Linked DNA regions of Mus musculus: regions 1, 2, 3 and 5 are each linked to region 4. A link is a contact called in public Hi-C, HiCAR-type, HiChIP or PLAC-seq and promoter capture Hi-C data. All regions are on one chromosome and are shown on one strand. Each heading gives the region's core, a stretch centred on a gene start, on an enhancer-like site or on the middle of the called end of the contact. The rest is flanking DNA. Distances are from core to core; before and after follow the strand shown.

Region 1 (2,700 bases), core at 148-2,647, 870 kb after region 4:
CTACCTGCTCTATCCACTGTTTTTCCACATCTCACCCCCAATACTTTATTAGATAGGGTACCTGGTCTCTGACCAGGTTTCAAGCTTGAAGGGGCCTTAACTCAGGACAGGGGTACTTACCCAGGCTGTAAGAGGCTCTATTCCTGGAGGTGAAATCTTACCCACAAGCCATATGCCATCATGGGCTATTTTGCTCAAAGCTGTAATTTCTCCAGCCTGCTTCCTACACAGTGCTTGGCCAATAGCTACATGATAAATACTTCCGGTGTAATGACCTTCTAAGTGCCACTCCCTTCTCTGAACTCCTGTAATATTGGTCTATGTCATTCTTGAGAGACTTACCTGGACGCTTTCTTTGCTGGTGGCTGTCCCTGCAAGCTTTCACTTGACTATAAGCTCAGAGGCCTAGGGCACAGTTTCCCCTCAGATGTTTTCTGATCTCTTCTCAGGACCTGATATGACTCTAAACGGAGGGTGAGCAAGCCGTGTAGGGGGTTGTTATAAACAAAACGTGCAATTCTAGGGCTCCTGAGTTCTAGATAACAAAACAAAATTCACTCTTTTGAACAGCAAATTTCTGGTTGGGGCTGCAGTTAAGTGGAAGAGCTTAGCCTAGCCTGCCTGAGGCTCTACGTTCAATCTTCAGACCTGAAAACAAAGAGGGATTTCTGAGTCACTATATGATTCGAGAGAGATACTCATTTAGGGAAACGGGCTGATTCTCTGTACATAATGTAAAAAAGTATATGAAACAGCATTTATTGAACCCAAATGTTCTAGTCTTCTTACCCGGGTCTTTCCCACAACTACTCTGGTAGCTATGAAGTGCAGGCAGGGATCCTTATGGCTTATTCACTTGTCATCTTTTGGTACCTAAAAGCTGCCCGCCTGGTCCTGATAGCAGGTGTTCAGCAACAGGGGCGGCAGAGCCGGCTTCCCCATGCAGGTTCCGCTCGCTCTGTAGGGGCCGGGCCTCGTCCGGCGCACCAGTTCCGGGTCCGGGTGGGTTGCGGAGGGCCGGTCCCCTCCTAGTTTCGGCGCCTTCCGCATCCTCCGCCCAGGGGAACCAGTGAACCGCTCCACCCTCAGCTAGCCCGCGTCCTGCAGCTGCGAGAAGCGAGGCTGACAGTCAGAGGAGGGACGCAAGTAGACCCAGTCCCTCCGGAACGCCACAGCCCTGGCCGCGCAGGAGCGTTGCGCCTGGCCCGCCCCTCCTGAGACAGGACACGCCCACTCGACCACAGGGCCTGCCCCCGTCCCCGCCCCCCGCGCGGCGCTCCATACTTGGCGATCGCTGCGGCCCCGCGCTCTCATTGGTCGGGAGCTGGCGGCTGGGGGGCGGGTCGGGCTGGCCGGGGCGGGGAAGGAAGGTGGTGGCTGCCCGGCGCGGGGGGGTGGGGGGGGGAGGGGGGCGCTGACCCGGATGTTCACTCTTGGGCACCCGGGGAAGTGGAAGCGCAGGGCCCTGCTGCGGGGGGGAGAGCCACAGACGCCGGGACAGGGACCGTCGCCGCCGCCGCCACCATGGTAAAGGGACCCCTTCACGGCTCCATCCCGGGACCCCTCTCACCGCCGGAGCTCGCGTCCACTCCTTCGCCGACCCGCCCGGCCCGGGAAGGGTGGGGATCCGGGGTGGGGGAGGGGCGGGGTCCCGGACCCTAGGCAGACGCCACTCTTCGGGTCCGGAGTGGGCGGCGGGAGGCCCTGATAGCCTATGACCCCGCCCTGGGCTCCATGTGGAGCCCAGTTCTTCTCCCTGCAAGTCCAGGCTAGTCTCGCCTATCCCAGGCTAGACCTTCCTTCCTTCAGGGGCCAGGCCGGGCACCCCTCTCGCAGGCCTTCATCCCATGGGCTGTACTTGGGCTCCTGCCTCGGCCCCAGGGCCCAGGCTAGGACCGTGGTTCTCGCTCCAGTGGTCCAGTCTAGGTCCCCTTCCCCCAAACTCTTCTCCTCTCCATGGCCCCAGTCTGCACCCCGATAAGCCCTTTCCAGTGAACTCTGCCTAGGTTTGTTTCCTTCACCGTCATGGAATCTTCTCTCTGCGGTCGGTCCTCAAGTGTGGCCTCTCTACTCCAGCTGTGTTCCCCCCCTCCCTGCACCTCCCTGTCCCCGGCCCTAGCCGTCCCCTTCCCCCGACTTCTCACGACTTAGCCTAGCCTGCGTCAGCCCTTCGCTGCTCTCACCCTCCCATCTAGACCCTGCTTGTTCCGTGTCCTGCTCCTGACCCAGGTGTCCCCTCTCCTGTTCCTAGGAGGCTCTTTCTGGGCAGCCTCTGGCGAGCGGGGGAGAGCCCCAGCCAGGGTGGGGGTGGTCTGGGTACTGAGCCTTTCCTAGGTTTGCCCCTTTCTGGGGAGGCCGCTTCGGTGTGAGTGAGCAGGCGAGCGAGGGAGAGAAGGGCGGCATCTGTATGCCCGGAAGGCAGAACAGGGCATTTCCCTTGGGAGGGCCTAGTGGTAGTGCGGCTAATAGAGCGCGTCTTGAGGGGTGCCCTGCCTGAGTGGGGAGCAGAGTGCTGACGGGTTGGTAAGCCAACTGGACAGGGGTGAACTCACAATTGCTCTTGTGAGGCCGCAGCCCTGGGGCTAGGGGGACACGGAGCTCAGCAGCCCAACCTACGGCCTGGACACGATGCATCCTAGCAGGCGCAGCCTTCCTTTCCCCCTGAACTGTCAGCTTGTTAGAGTTGGGACTGCTGATTAT
Region 2 (2,700 bases), core at 75-2,574, 650 kb after region 4:
TAAAACATGCTATTGATCATGCTTAATGTCCTTTTCCATGCTGGCTTTGGGATTTTTTTTTTCTTCTTAGGAGAAATCCCACTGCCTTGTGTTTGGTGCCAGTCAACAAACGCCCACTCGGAGCTCTCAAGGCCCAGGGCTGCTATTTGTAGAATGCCTGGCTCTCAGTCCCACGAGTGACAAAAAGCCACTTGAGCAGCATTCTCCTTAGTGATAGCTAATGTGCTTGGTTGGCTTCAAGTCACAATCACTGAGGATCAGAGTGAGGTCTTTCCAGAACCATCCCTGTCTGTCACGAGTTTGGACACACAGCCTCTCTGTGGGTGTGGTGGCTCTCAGGTTGTAAAAATTGTTACCCTGGCAGATGGCATTCGTCTAGATCAAACATGGACCTTGTTTGGAGTCCCTGGATGTCTTTGCAGTACCTAGAAAAGGACAGGATCACCAGGAGGCTCTAGGAAACAGTGGCTACTCCCTCCATCATGACCTCCTGCCCCTGGGGCTGCTGGGAAACGCAGAACACAGAGGTGCTGGCACCAACAGCAAGTTTTCCTTGCCACAGGAATCCAAGGCTTCCTGGCATCAATGTGTCCTCACACGCACTTTAGAACCTCAGTTTAACTTTGGGGTGGGGGTTGATTTTGATCCACAGCAAGGGGTGGAGAGACCTGGGGGACCAGAGTACACAGCTCCGGTGGTGCCACCTCCCCTACCCCACAGGTGCCACCGTCCTCCTTAGATGGAAGGGAGGGGGACAGCTTCATGATCACATAACCCCAAGCTGGATCCACAGGCTCCTTCACCCGTACACTGTGGATGGCTAAAGATCCCCTCTCTCTGTGTAACTGGCCTATCCACTTTATGACTGACAGGACCTGTTGGTCAAACAGTGGATCATTTCGGTGACCCGGGCTTTAGTTGGTTGGACCACATGGAGCCAGAGTTCTAAGCCCAAATACTCCCTTCCAAGGAGAAAGTAACAGGACTGTTATTTGAATTTGTCTTTTTCTGGCCCAGGGAGATGGATCAGCAGGTACAAGTGCCTACTGCTAAGCCTGAGGTCCTGAGTTTGATTCTGGGGATCTTCCATAGTAGGAGAGAAACATTACCCACCAGTTGTCCTCTGGCTTACACACACACACGCACGCGCACAAACACACACACACAGAGTGTGATTTTTAAATTGATTGGTCTCTTTCCATTATAATAATCAATGAGCTCATTACAATATGCTAGAAAATTAAAAGCCAGTAACCTCTAGTTCCTTAGCCAAGAGACAAGGCTCATCAACATTTCAGTGAAGTCCGTTCAGATCTTTTTACTCTGTAAACATTTTGTAATACATAACTAGAGGGCTGGAGAGACGCCTTGGCAGCTAAGAGCACTGGCCGCTCTTCCAGAGGACCCAAGCTTGGCTCCCGGCATCCACATCAGGTGGCTTACAGCTGTCTGTAAATCCAGCTCTCGGGGGTCTGGTGTCTCTGGATTTCTCAGGCACCTGCACCTCTGTCACATATGCAGACATGTCCCACACACATAAAAAATAAAAGTACTTTAAGAAGTAACTCAAATTATATATATATACATATACATATACATATACATATATATACATACATATATGTATATATATATACACACACATATATGTGTGTGCGTGTGTGTGTATGTATGTGTGTGTATACATGTACATATACATATATGGTAATATGCTGGTTAGCCACCTCTCTAGGGGGAAAATTGCAATATGCACATTTGCCATTTTCTGTGGTGTAAATATCCCCACCGCCAGTCCCAGGCTGACAGCAGCACTGAACACAGTAGCAATGAGAGCTGATGTTCACAGGCCAGCACATCTGGACCAGCACAAGCCAGCTCCATCCTCCCGTCTGCTAGTCACGATAATCTAATGAGGGAAAAGGGGTCATTTTGCTCAAAGATTCAAGTTCCAGTCAGGATCACTTGGCCCTGCTGCCTGGAACCTGTGGCCACAGTAGCCAAGAAGCAGAGAGATCAGAAGTGGCAGACCCAATAGACCCCAATGACATCATCACTTCCTCCCACTGGGCTCCACCTCTCAAAGGTGGAGCCATCACCCCACCCCCACACATTGTAACAGGCTGAACTCCAAGCCCTCTCTGCCGGGAACTTCGAGGGGTGTTTTATAAACTGCAGCAATATTGTAAACTTTAAATGTCTATTTTTCTGATCTTAAAATTGGTATTTACTCATACTGATAATTCACGAGACACAAACAGAAAAGGAAAATACTAAAATCACCCTGAGTCCAGCTTCTCTCCGCCCGGAGTGGGCCATGGTCACGTGCCACGTGGTCACGTGTCCCAGGAGTTCCCCGCCCAAGTGGAGACAGACACACGCAGCACCTTCTGGAGAGTTCAAAGGGATTTTATGACAGAAAACAGGTTAAGTTAACTCTCATCTCTGACAGTTCACCTTGCAGAGGTGATTTTGGAAAATGTCTTCCTTGTCAAGATTTTTCTCTCTGCATGGTTTCCCCACAGGTTTCATTTCAATTCAAATTCTCTCACTTTTAGGAACTCTTGCGCAGCAATGAAGTATTTAAAATTTCGGTTAGCTTTTAAAGAAGCAAAAGTAATCTTCCTGGTTGGGTGTGTGTGCTGGCTAGTTTTATGTCGGCTTGGCATAAGTTGAAGTCATCTGAGAGGAATTGAGAAAATG
Region 3 (2,791 bases), core at 67-2,566, 530 kb before region 4:
AAAGGAGGCAGAGACAGGAGACGGCCAGGGAGTGGGAGAGGAAAGAGCTGACTGGGGAGACCAGAGAGGCTTGGAGGGTGAAGGGCATACTGGGGGGGGGCTCTCCTTAATCTCCTGGGCTGTGGAGAATGGGCAACAGGGTTCAATGCCTAATGTCATTGCCTACATTGTCTAAAACTCTCTGTCCCTATTTGTAGTCTGTCAGGTGTCAGAGCAGTCCTTATCCAGCATTTAATAAACAGTTGCCCTAATTCTCAACCAGACTGAGAATCTGAGGCTGCCTGAGGGGGGGTCTTTGAATTCTTCTTGGAGCCAAACGTTCTTTCAGGCCTGAGAATAATCCCTCTGTTATATGTATGTGTGTGTGTGTGTGTGTGTGTGTGTGTGTGTGTGTGTGTGTGTGTGTGTGTGTGTATGATTTTGAGACCTAATCTTCCTAGAGTGTTAGAGTGGCCTCGAACTCACAGAGATCCTCAGCCTCCAGACTGCCAGCATCTCTCCAGAGTTGCCGCGCCAGCTTTCCTTTTTAATCAGGATTCACAGGCATACCCCAGAGTCCTTTGCAAGTCTTCCTTCCTCAGGCCCATTACGCGTTGAAAAGGATTACCATGGACAATGTGGGAGTAAGAATGAGGTTTTTTTCCTCCGTCTTGGGTCCTGCCGCTGTGACTGTGCCTTTAACCCTTTCTTACCCGCGCTGGGCAAGGCAGCAGCCCCACTCTCACCTGCACACAGCCTGGAACCGTTCACAGGCTCCTTCCGTTTCCTGGGCTCCCCCACTCTCAGACAGACACTAGCACGCGGTCTCCGATCTCTCCCGCCAAAGATCGCAGCACGTGCCTTCTTCCTGCTGCTCCCCAACTACTTTAGACACCAACGGGACAGAGTGCCAAGGGACCACGAAGGGCGCAGCTGTGGACTACGGAGGCGCGTGGGCACCGGGAGCAGGTGCTTAGCACGAGGGTGAGGTCCTGGGTAGCGGCTCAGCGGGCGCCACGTCCATCATCCTGCCAGGCCACAAGAGATGCGCGCGGAGTCCGGAGCGGGAGGTCGTGGGTCCCCAGGGAGCCTGACCTTCCACGTGTCCCCACCGTGGCTGGGACAGTCACTGCGGGACCGGCGGAGCGCGCGCGTGGGAGTCGCGCAAGCCACGGGCGCAGCATGCTTTCCTTACCTGCAGGCACTCGTGGGGAGGGTCTGTTCCGGCTCGCGAGCGGCAGCCCTAAGGAGCGCAGTGGCGGGAGCGTACTCTGGCGGCCACCTCCCCCGCCTGCTTATGAAGGCGGCCTGGCCGAGCACCCGCCGGCCTCCCCGCCCCCGGCCGCCCCGCCCCCGGCCCGCACCCCGAGCCCCAGGCGGGTGCCTCTGCGTTGCCAGGGCGCCCCCTGCCGGGAGCGCGGCGCTCGACCCGGCCCGTAGGGCTGCAACAGGCAGGGTAACCCGCCTTGCCTCTCTCTTTCCCTGCGGCTCATCCTGGCTTCAGGGTGCAGCTGGCTTGTCTTTAGGTTTGATTTCTCTGTAGGAGACTTTGTCCCTCGATGGTTGTCTTCCTGTGCCTGACCCTGCGCGTCTGTGAACCCACCTGGCTCCTTTTTTCTGTGCGTCTTTCTGCCTACACATCCTTGTCCGTCACCATGTGCACCTCTGAGCCTCACACCCTTACCCCTTTCCTATCCACTTTCTCTTTTGCCCTTAACTAAGTCAGTAGGAAGCAGAAGGAGACCCCTTGGACAGGGCCCTCCCTCCCTAATATCTGAAGAAACAGGGACTCAGGACATTCTGTCTGTCCCAGCCAGAAGCCCCAGGACCTGCCCGGGGCAGACCACTTCCCAGGCAGTGGAGCCAGACTGTCTAGGCCCACAGGCCTGCTCTGGTGACTTCGGGGGACTGGCCAAGGCTCTATAACCCGCAGACACTATCCCCTGGTTTTTCTTCCTTCACGTTATTGGGAGAGTTATAAGAGACCGAGTTTGGAACATGCACAGGAAACAAGGAAAGGCAACCGCTGGGTGCCAGTGGGCCTTATCCAGTTCCCCAAGGGCCACCACCTCCCTTCCCCTGAAAGCCAGTCTGGTTTTGAAGTCTCTGATTCGTTTCCTACTGTGAACTCCTGGAGGTAGGTTTGAATGCCACCACCATTTGAATACTTCCTCATTTCCTCCTAAGAGGAGGGTCTTATCATCGCTACTGAAGCTGACAAAACCCATCTGTACCTCTAATCCCCAACAGCCAGAGATTTGAAAGCAAAGATCAGGTTTCCCTGAACTCCATCTTCCTGGGCACCTAGGATTGATCACTTCTACCCTGAAGTTCCGTCTTAGGTCCAGGCATCTTCTATATGAGCTCTACTATTGAGCCCATTTTACAGGAGGAAAAGCAAGGCCCAGAGACAACATGTGACCTCATCGGTAAGTTCAGGGCCGGAACTGGAGCCTGATGCCAAAACCCAGGAATGCCTGGGTTTGTTTTCATTTGTTCTTGTATTTTAATAATTAATGCTGTTTATTTACAGCGGTGCTAGGAAATTTCCCTTGAGAAATAAGTTTATGTTTTTACAAAGTGAGACCAAGTATTGGGTAAATTACTCCTTATTTATGTATTTCATAGCAAGGTCATAATGGCAAAAGCCATTGGGGCGGTGAATAAATGAAACTTTGGTCATTTCCCGGCAGTCCTCGTCTGTAAGGAGCTGAGAGTTAAGACAGCAGTGAGCTCAGAACACAGCACTTGGCAATTACTTGCTAGCTAGCGCCAAAGGGCTCAAGATGACAAAAGGCTGGAGATTGTATCT
Region 4 (2,700 bases), core at 78-2,577:
TTTTTTCAATTGGATATTTTATTTATTTACATTCCAAATGTTATCATCCAGCCGGGCTGTGGTGGTGCACACCTTTAATCCCAGCACTTGGGAGGCAGAGGCAGGTGGATTTCTGAGTTCGAGGCCAGCCTGGTCTACAAAGTGAGTTCCAGGACAGCCAGGGCTACACAGAGAAACCCTGTCTTGAAAAACTAAAAAAAAAAAAAGTTCAAGACAAACCTGGGCTACATATACAAATCAAGGCTCTGTCCCCCTTTTATGCATCCCAAAAGAAAAGAAATTTACTCAAAGCCATTTGTTACAGTGCAACAGAGACCAATAATCAGCAGCTTTTAAACCATACTGTTTGCAAAGTGTCGGCATATCAGGCCATCAGTAATGGGAAATAGGTCAGCCTTAATTAACAGATCAATTCCAAGAAATGTATAGTCCAAGTCATAGATAGATTTTAATCTTTGCCTTATCCCCTGATCTACCTACCCCCCCCCCCAAGGTCTAGGCATGTCCTCATGCTCTTAGACACATAACTAAGATGCCACCAGCCACTCAGTCTGGTCCACGAGTACCCCACCCCCTTAAATTGCCCAATCACGGCTCAGAGACCTGCCCTTCCCAATGCCCAGGCTCCTACCACGCCCTGGTTCACGACCCGCCCCTACACCACTAGGATTCTGAGGCTGCCCCAACAACTATCCAACTAACTCCGCCCTTGCTGTCCAATTTGGCCCCGCCCCACCCAGATCACTCACTCTCCTAACCCCGCCTCCTCCTGGCCTAGGCCCCGCCCCGGCCCGGCTGGCCTCAGGGCTACACTCTGGCCCGGTTCGGCCCGCTCCCGGCGCTCCCGCCCACCGCCGCTCTCACCTGGATCTCCTGACAGGCCGAGGCGGCCCTCCGGCCTTCCGCCTGCTTCTCCTCGATCAGCCCCAGCCCCAGCCCGAAGGCCAGGAAGACCGCTCGGCCGCAAGGGCCTGCGCCGCCCCGGGCCCGCACCATGAACTGCCTCTGGATCCGCGCCGCCAGCCCAGCTACCGACTGGCGGAAGAAGCGGTAGCGGTCCGGGAGGGGGAGCCCGACCGGCCGAGGCTGTGCTCCGGGGCTTACGACCTGGCCTGGGCGCTCTCCGCGGCCCCAGGCCGCCGCGGGGCCGGGCTTCCCCCAGCCGAACAGCGGGCCGGGCTTGGGCGCGAAGCGCAGCAGCAGCGCCCGACCCAGCTGCAGGCCTCGGCCCAGTGCCTGTCGCACCGCCATGGTGGCGCGGTGACCGGAGCCAGCTGCCACCGCCACAAACGTCTGGGACAACAACAAACTTCGGGGGCGGCGCCTGTGCGCAAGCGCGGGGGGCGGTCCCCGGCAGTTCTCCTGCGCAGCACGCGGGGGCGCTACCCGCTCATCCCTGCATCCCTTGGTGCAGCTGGTTTGCACTTTGAACCCAGGTCGAGGGGTTGTGAACAACTTCACTGGTCCTGGTTAAGATGAGACGTTGAGCCAGGAAACTAATATTTGTTATCAGTCACCGATCCAGGCCCTTTACACCTGTTAGCTAGTTTGACTGTCCCCCCCATGATATGAGTGCCAATTTTGTAGATAAGCGACTGTGGTGTTTCCAGATTGCTTGCAGGTATTAGAGTTGAGGTTGAAGTTCACACTGCCCTGGCTATCGAGGGAAGACCTTGGCTCTTCTCCCCCACTCCCAAGTGCTCTCATGCTCCTGTACAGACAGGTTGGAGGTTCCGGGGCTTAGATCTTGGAGGGAAATCTTGACCAAAGGCCATAATTTATGCACCAGTGGGTGCAGGAGCTGAGGTCTGAGACTGACTGGGAGACTTAACCAGAAGCCACCCAGATGCTTAATAAATCCCTATGACTTAAACTGCTTGTTACGAATAGCTAGCTGATAATAAGGTTATTAACCCTGTTACTATTTTTACTCATTTTATTTTACTTTATTTGAGACAAGGCCTTGCATAGCCCTGGTTGGCTTGGAATTCTTCCTGTAGACTAGGATGGCCCTCTGGAGTGTGGGGATTACAGGTATATACCACCACATCAGGCTGAATAATCTTTTTGCTTGTCTCTGACTTAAGCATAATTTTGTGTGTGTGTGTGTGTGTGTGTGTGTGTAAAATCACATAATACCAAATACTGGTCATCCAGTGAAATTTTTAATTTTTTTCAAAGCCTATTTTTTTTGGGGGGGGGGGGTGTTGAGACAGGGTTTCTCTGTATAGCCCTGGCTCTCCTGGAGCTCACTCTGTAGACCAGGCTGGCCTCGAACTCAGAAATCCACCTGCCTCTGCCTCCCAAGTGCGGGATTAAAGGCGTGTGCCACCACTGCCCAGCCTTCAAAGCCTATTTTAAATGATGGTTCTTCAATGCTTTAACCTCTCTTTTAACCCACTACCCACCAGAGGTAGTGTTGGGAGCCGCCCCCACATTCGCCGTCACAAGATGGCGCTGACATCCTGTGTTCTAAGTGGTAAACAAATAATCTGCGCATGTGCCAAGGGTATTTTACGACTACTTGTACTCTGCCTTTCCCGTGAACGTCAGCTCGGCCATGGGCTGCAGCCAATCAGGGAGTGATGCGTCCTAGGCGAAATATAACTCTCCTAAAAAGGGGACGGGTTTTCCGCCATTCTCTCTCGCTGGCATCTCTCTGGCTCTGCGCGCCCTGCGCTCTCTCGCTGCCTAAAGATG
Region 5 (2,799 bases), core at 33-2,532, 800 kb after region 4:
ATGCGCTCCAGTTCCTGTGAGAGTCCTGTGTAGTGGTGCACACCTTTAAATCCAGCAGAGAGTGTCTGAGTTCAGGGCTAACTTGGCTGACATAGTTTTCCTGGCCAGCCAGGTCTCCATAGTGAGGCACTGTCTCAATAAATAGGGCAAAGAGCTACTGAGGGAGGGAAGCCACTCATCATCGATCTCTGGCCTACACACCAATAGCTGCAGACAATCAACAAGAGAAAGATGGAGTGGACGAGGATCAGCAGAGAGCCTGAGAACCCCAAGGAAGAAATCCTGGGGGGGGAGGGATTCTCAACTATGCCACATTATCAGCAACGCGATTTCAGGCAAGCTCCTTCACCGAGCTCCAACTCACGACGAGACAGGTCATTTCCGAGCTACCGTGGCGAGCAGCGCGCCTAACATCTGCATCACCATCACTATTATATGGGACACCCCCGCCCCCCGAGCCTCCTTCCCCGACCCCGTGACCTCACAAAGTGTGTCGTCACAGGACGCGTGTCCAAAGAGACAACCTGGACTACCGAGGGGGCCGGCGGTGGCCGCGATCTATCTGACTGCGGCCATTCTTCCGGAGAATAACCCCCGGCTCCAACTGCAGACCCGAGGCGGGTTCGGATCAATGAGGCCGGGCACGACCGCAATTGCCAGCGCGGCCCGACGGAGGCGGTTAAGCGCCTTCTTCTATGACCTTCTTCCGAAGGCCGCTTGCTCCCGGCTGGGGAGCCGTCTGCGCTCCGGCCGGCTGCTCGCCTAACCCGGGGGACATGGGGCATGGAGTGACAGAGTTTCCCGGCGCGTCCCGCACGCCTTCCCACTCCCGGAGCACCGCTGCTTCCCCGGGCCTGCACCTCCAGCCACCTCGGAAACTCCCGCGCCCTTCGGCCCGTTGTCCTCGCCGCCCTCGTCGCCCTCGTCGCCCTCGCCGCCCCGCTTGACAGTCGTCACCTGTCAGCGCCCCGCAGCTCAGCGCGCCCCGCCGTCCAGACAGCAGCAGGCCGCGGCTTGACCCCTGCGGCTTCCCGTCCGCGCGCGGGCCGCTCGGCTCCAGCCCAGGGCCTACCAGAGGCAGATGAGCTCACCTAGCTTCACGACCGTGTCGGCCATGCACCGGTCCCACTTTCTGCCCAGCTCGGACTCCGACATGTTCCTCACTGGCAACTCCAGCACTCTTCACGGCCGGCCCCCGCGCTCCTACTGATGGCAAGTCTCGCGAGAGCCGGCCGCCACCATAAGCTTCCGGCCGGAGCCGGCGCGCCAAATATCGCGGGATCACATACGTCGTCCCTGGCTTCCGGCTTTTCTTCGCTCGGTCGTCAAGGTGACAGGTTGCCTGGGAGCCGGAGGTGACCCTGACCTTGGAGATAGCGGAAGGGAAGCGAAGACTGACTACATCCAGAGTACAGAAGGCCTTGTCTTTCCTGGGTTTTTCATATTTGTACATAATTATTTTGGCCATTGCCCTCCTCCCGTTCTACTGTTGCCCTCTTTCATCCTCCATTTTATACCTACTGAACCCCATCTTCCTCATGTGTGTATGTGTATATATGTGTGTATGTATATGTATACATGTATATATATAAAATATACGTATATTATATATCTATATTATATATAATAAAACATATAACAAATAAAATAATGTGTGTGTGTGTGTGTGTGTATATATATATATATATATATGTTATATACTTTGTTTTTGTTTTTGTTTTTTTTTTTTTTTGAGGCAGGGTCTCTCTGTGTAGCCCTGGCTGTCCTGGAACTCACTCTGTAGACCAGACTGGCCTTGAACTCAGAAAACCCCTGCTTCTGCCTCCCAAGTGCTGGGATTAGAGGCATGTGCCACCACTGCCCGGCATGTTATATGAGGGTTTGGTTTTGTTTTCTGTTTCTCTGATTGTCTCTGTTTTGTTTTGTTTTGTTTTTCAGAGACAGGGATTCTCTGTGTAGCCCTGGCTGTCCTGGACCTGGCTCTGTAGAGCAGGCTGGCCTTGAATTAAGAGATCTACCTGTCTCTGCCTTGTAGGGCTGAGATCAAAGATGTGCACCACTCCATCCACAGTTTAATTAGGGTTGTCTGCATGGCCACAGTCGGGGAGTATTTATTTGAGCATGAACGACTTCCATTCAAATGGATTTAAAAACAACCCCCCACCCTGCTGCATTTTATACAGAGTGTGTGGGTGCCTGCGCATGCCCTATAATGGCACATGTGGGAGTCAGAGGACAGCTAGTGGGAGTGGGTGCCCCTCCACCCTGTGGGTGCCAGGGACTGAACGCAGATCACCAGACTTAGAGGCAGTGCTATTACTTGCCGAGTGACCTAAACAGCCCTAAAGCGCAACCAGTGTTACTTTATAGATACTTCTTTTCTTCCACCCACTCAACCCCCTAACACTAGATAGGCGATAAGAAAGGATAGGGCAACAGGTGACGTTATCATTAGACTGTTTCCTGCTGATGAGGGGCATTGAGTTCCTTGGAGCAAGCTTGATCTTCTCCAGCAGAATAGCTAGTTTCTTATTGTTTCTTCCCACTTTACTACTTAACCAGCAGCAACCCACCAACAACCTGCCCCTTGAGGCCCTAGCATTTATAGACCCTTTGGAAAGTCCCCAGGATCCAAACGTCACACAGTCGCAGAAACCATCTGCAGCTGGCAGAATCACACCCCTGGTAGAGCTCGAGGCCACGTCAGCGCTGTGGACAGTCTGAAGCAGCCCTACATCCCACACCTGGGATTAAGACAAAAGCCAAGTCTTATTTCTGTGTTTTTCAAAGAAACCAAAC

Evidence for each region. Promoter capture Hi-C pulls out the DNA fragments that hold promoters and counts their contacts. A called contact is a pair of places that touch in the nucleus more often than the background predicts. HiCAR-type assays count read pairs that join an accessible place to other places. HiChIP or PLAC-seq counts read pairs in DNA pulled down with a chosen protein or histone mark.
Region 1: an H3K27ac HiChIP or PLAC-seq map of thymic regulatory T cells shows a contact between it and region 4, with 5 times the contacts expected there. The contact joins the promoter of Capzb here to the promoter of Pink1 in region 4. A contact is called at or near these places in 1 of 39 promoter capture datasets (liver) and 2 of 115 datasets of contacts at active chromatin or transcription factors (pancreatic cancer cells and thymic regulatory T cells).
Region 2: a contact with region 4 is called in a HiCAR-type map of embryonic stem cells, with 3 times the contacts expected there. The contact joins the enhancer-like site here to the promoter of Pink1 in region 4. A contact is called at or near these places in 1 of 39 promoter capture datasets (liver), 2 of 484 Hi-C or Micro-C datasets (CD4 T cells and CD8 T cells) and 5 of 115 datasets of contacts at active chromatin or transcription factors (the 230-238 cell line, bone marrow-derived dendritic cells, bone marrow-derived macrophages and 1 more).
Region 3: a contact with region 4 is called in a promoter capture Hi-C map of pre-B cells, with 2.4 times the contacts expected there. The contact joins the promoter of Alpl here to the promoter of Pink1 in region 4. A contact is called at or near these places in 2 of 39 promoter capture datasets (liver and pre-B cells) and 1 of 115 datasets of contacts at active chromatin or transcription factors (large pre-B cells).
Region 5: a contact with region 4 is called in a Hi-C map of CD8 T cells, with 3 times the contacts expected there. The contact joins the promoter of Micos10 here to the promoter of Pink1 in region 4. A contact is called at or near these places in 1 of 39 promoter capture datasets (neural stem cells) and 1 of 484 Hi-C or Micro-C datasets (CD8 T cells).

The regions. Positions count from the first base shown.
Region 1 is chr4:139,191,502-139,194,201 of GRCm38.p6, forward strand. Capzb (capping protein (actin filament) muscle Z-line, beta) reads left to right here and starts at 1,398. Exons shown (of 9, transcript NM_009798.4): 1 at 1,398-1,527. The coding sequence starts at 1,525.
Region 2 is chr4:138,978,892-138,981,591 of GRCm38.p6, forward strand. All of the region lies in intron 2 of Tmco4 (transmembrane and coiled-coil domains 4), which reads left to right. Among named protein-coding and RNA genes, the nearest start is that of Tmco4, 7.3 kb to the left of the region's middle. Within about 2 kb of position 1,325, at least 34 of the 459 cell types and tissues checked have an H3K27ac peak or open chromatin away from gene starts, as enhancers often do. A contact at or near this core is called in embryonic stem cells and liver, where this site is marked.
Region 3 is chr4:137,795,068-137,797,858 of GRCm38.p6, forward strand. Alpl (alkaline phosphatase, liver/bone/kidney) reads right to left here and starts at 1,317. Exons shown (of 12, transcript NM_007431.3): 1 at 1,175-1,317.
Region 4 is chr4:138,324,969-138,327,668 of GRCm38.p6, forward strand. Pink1 (PTEN induced putative kinase 1) reads right to left here and starts at 1,328. Exons shown (of 8, transcript NM_026880.2): 1 at 865-1,328. The coding sequence starts at 1,251.
Region 5 is chr4:139,129,831-139,132,629 of GRCm38.p6, forward strand. It overlaps Micos10 (mitochondrial contact site and cristae organizing system subunit 10), which reads right to left and starts at 1,283. Exons shown (of 4, transcript NM_001163006.2): 1 at 1,092-1,283. The coding sequence starts at 1,155.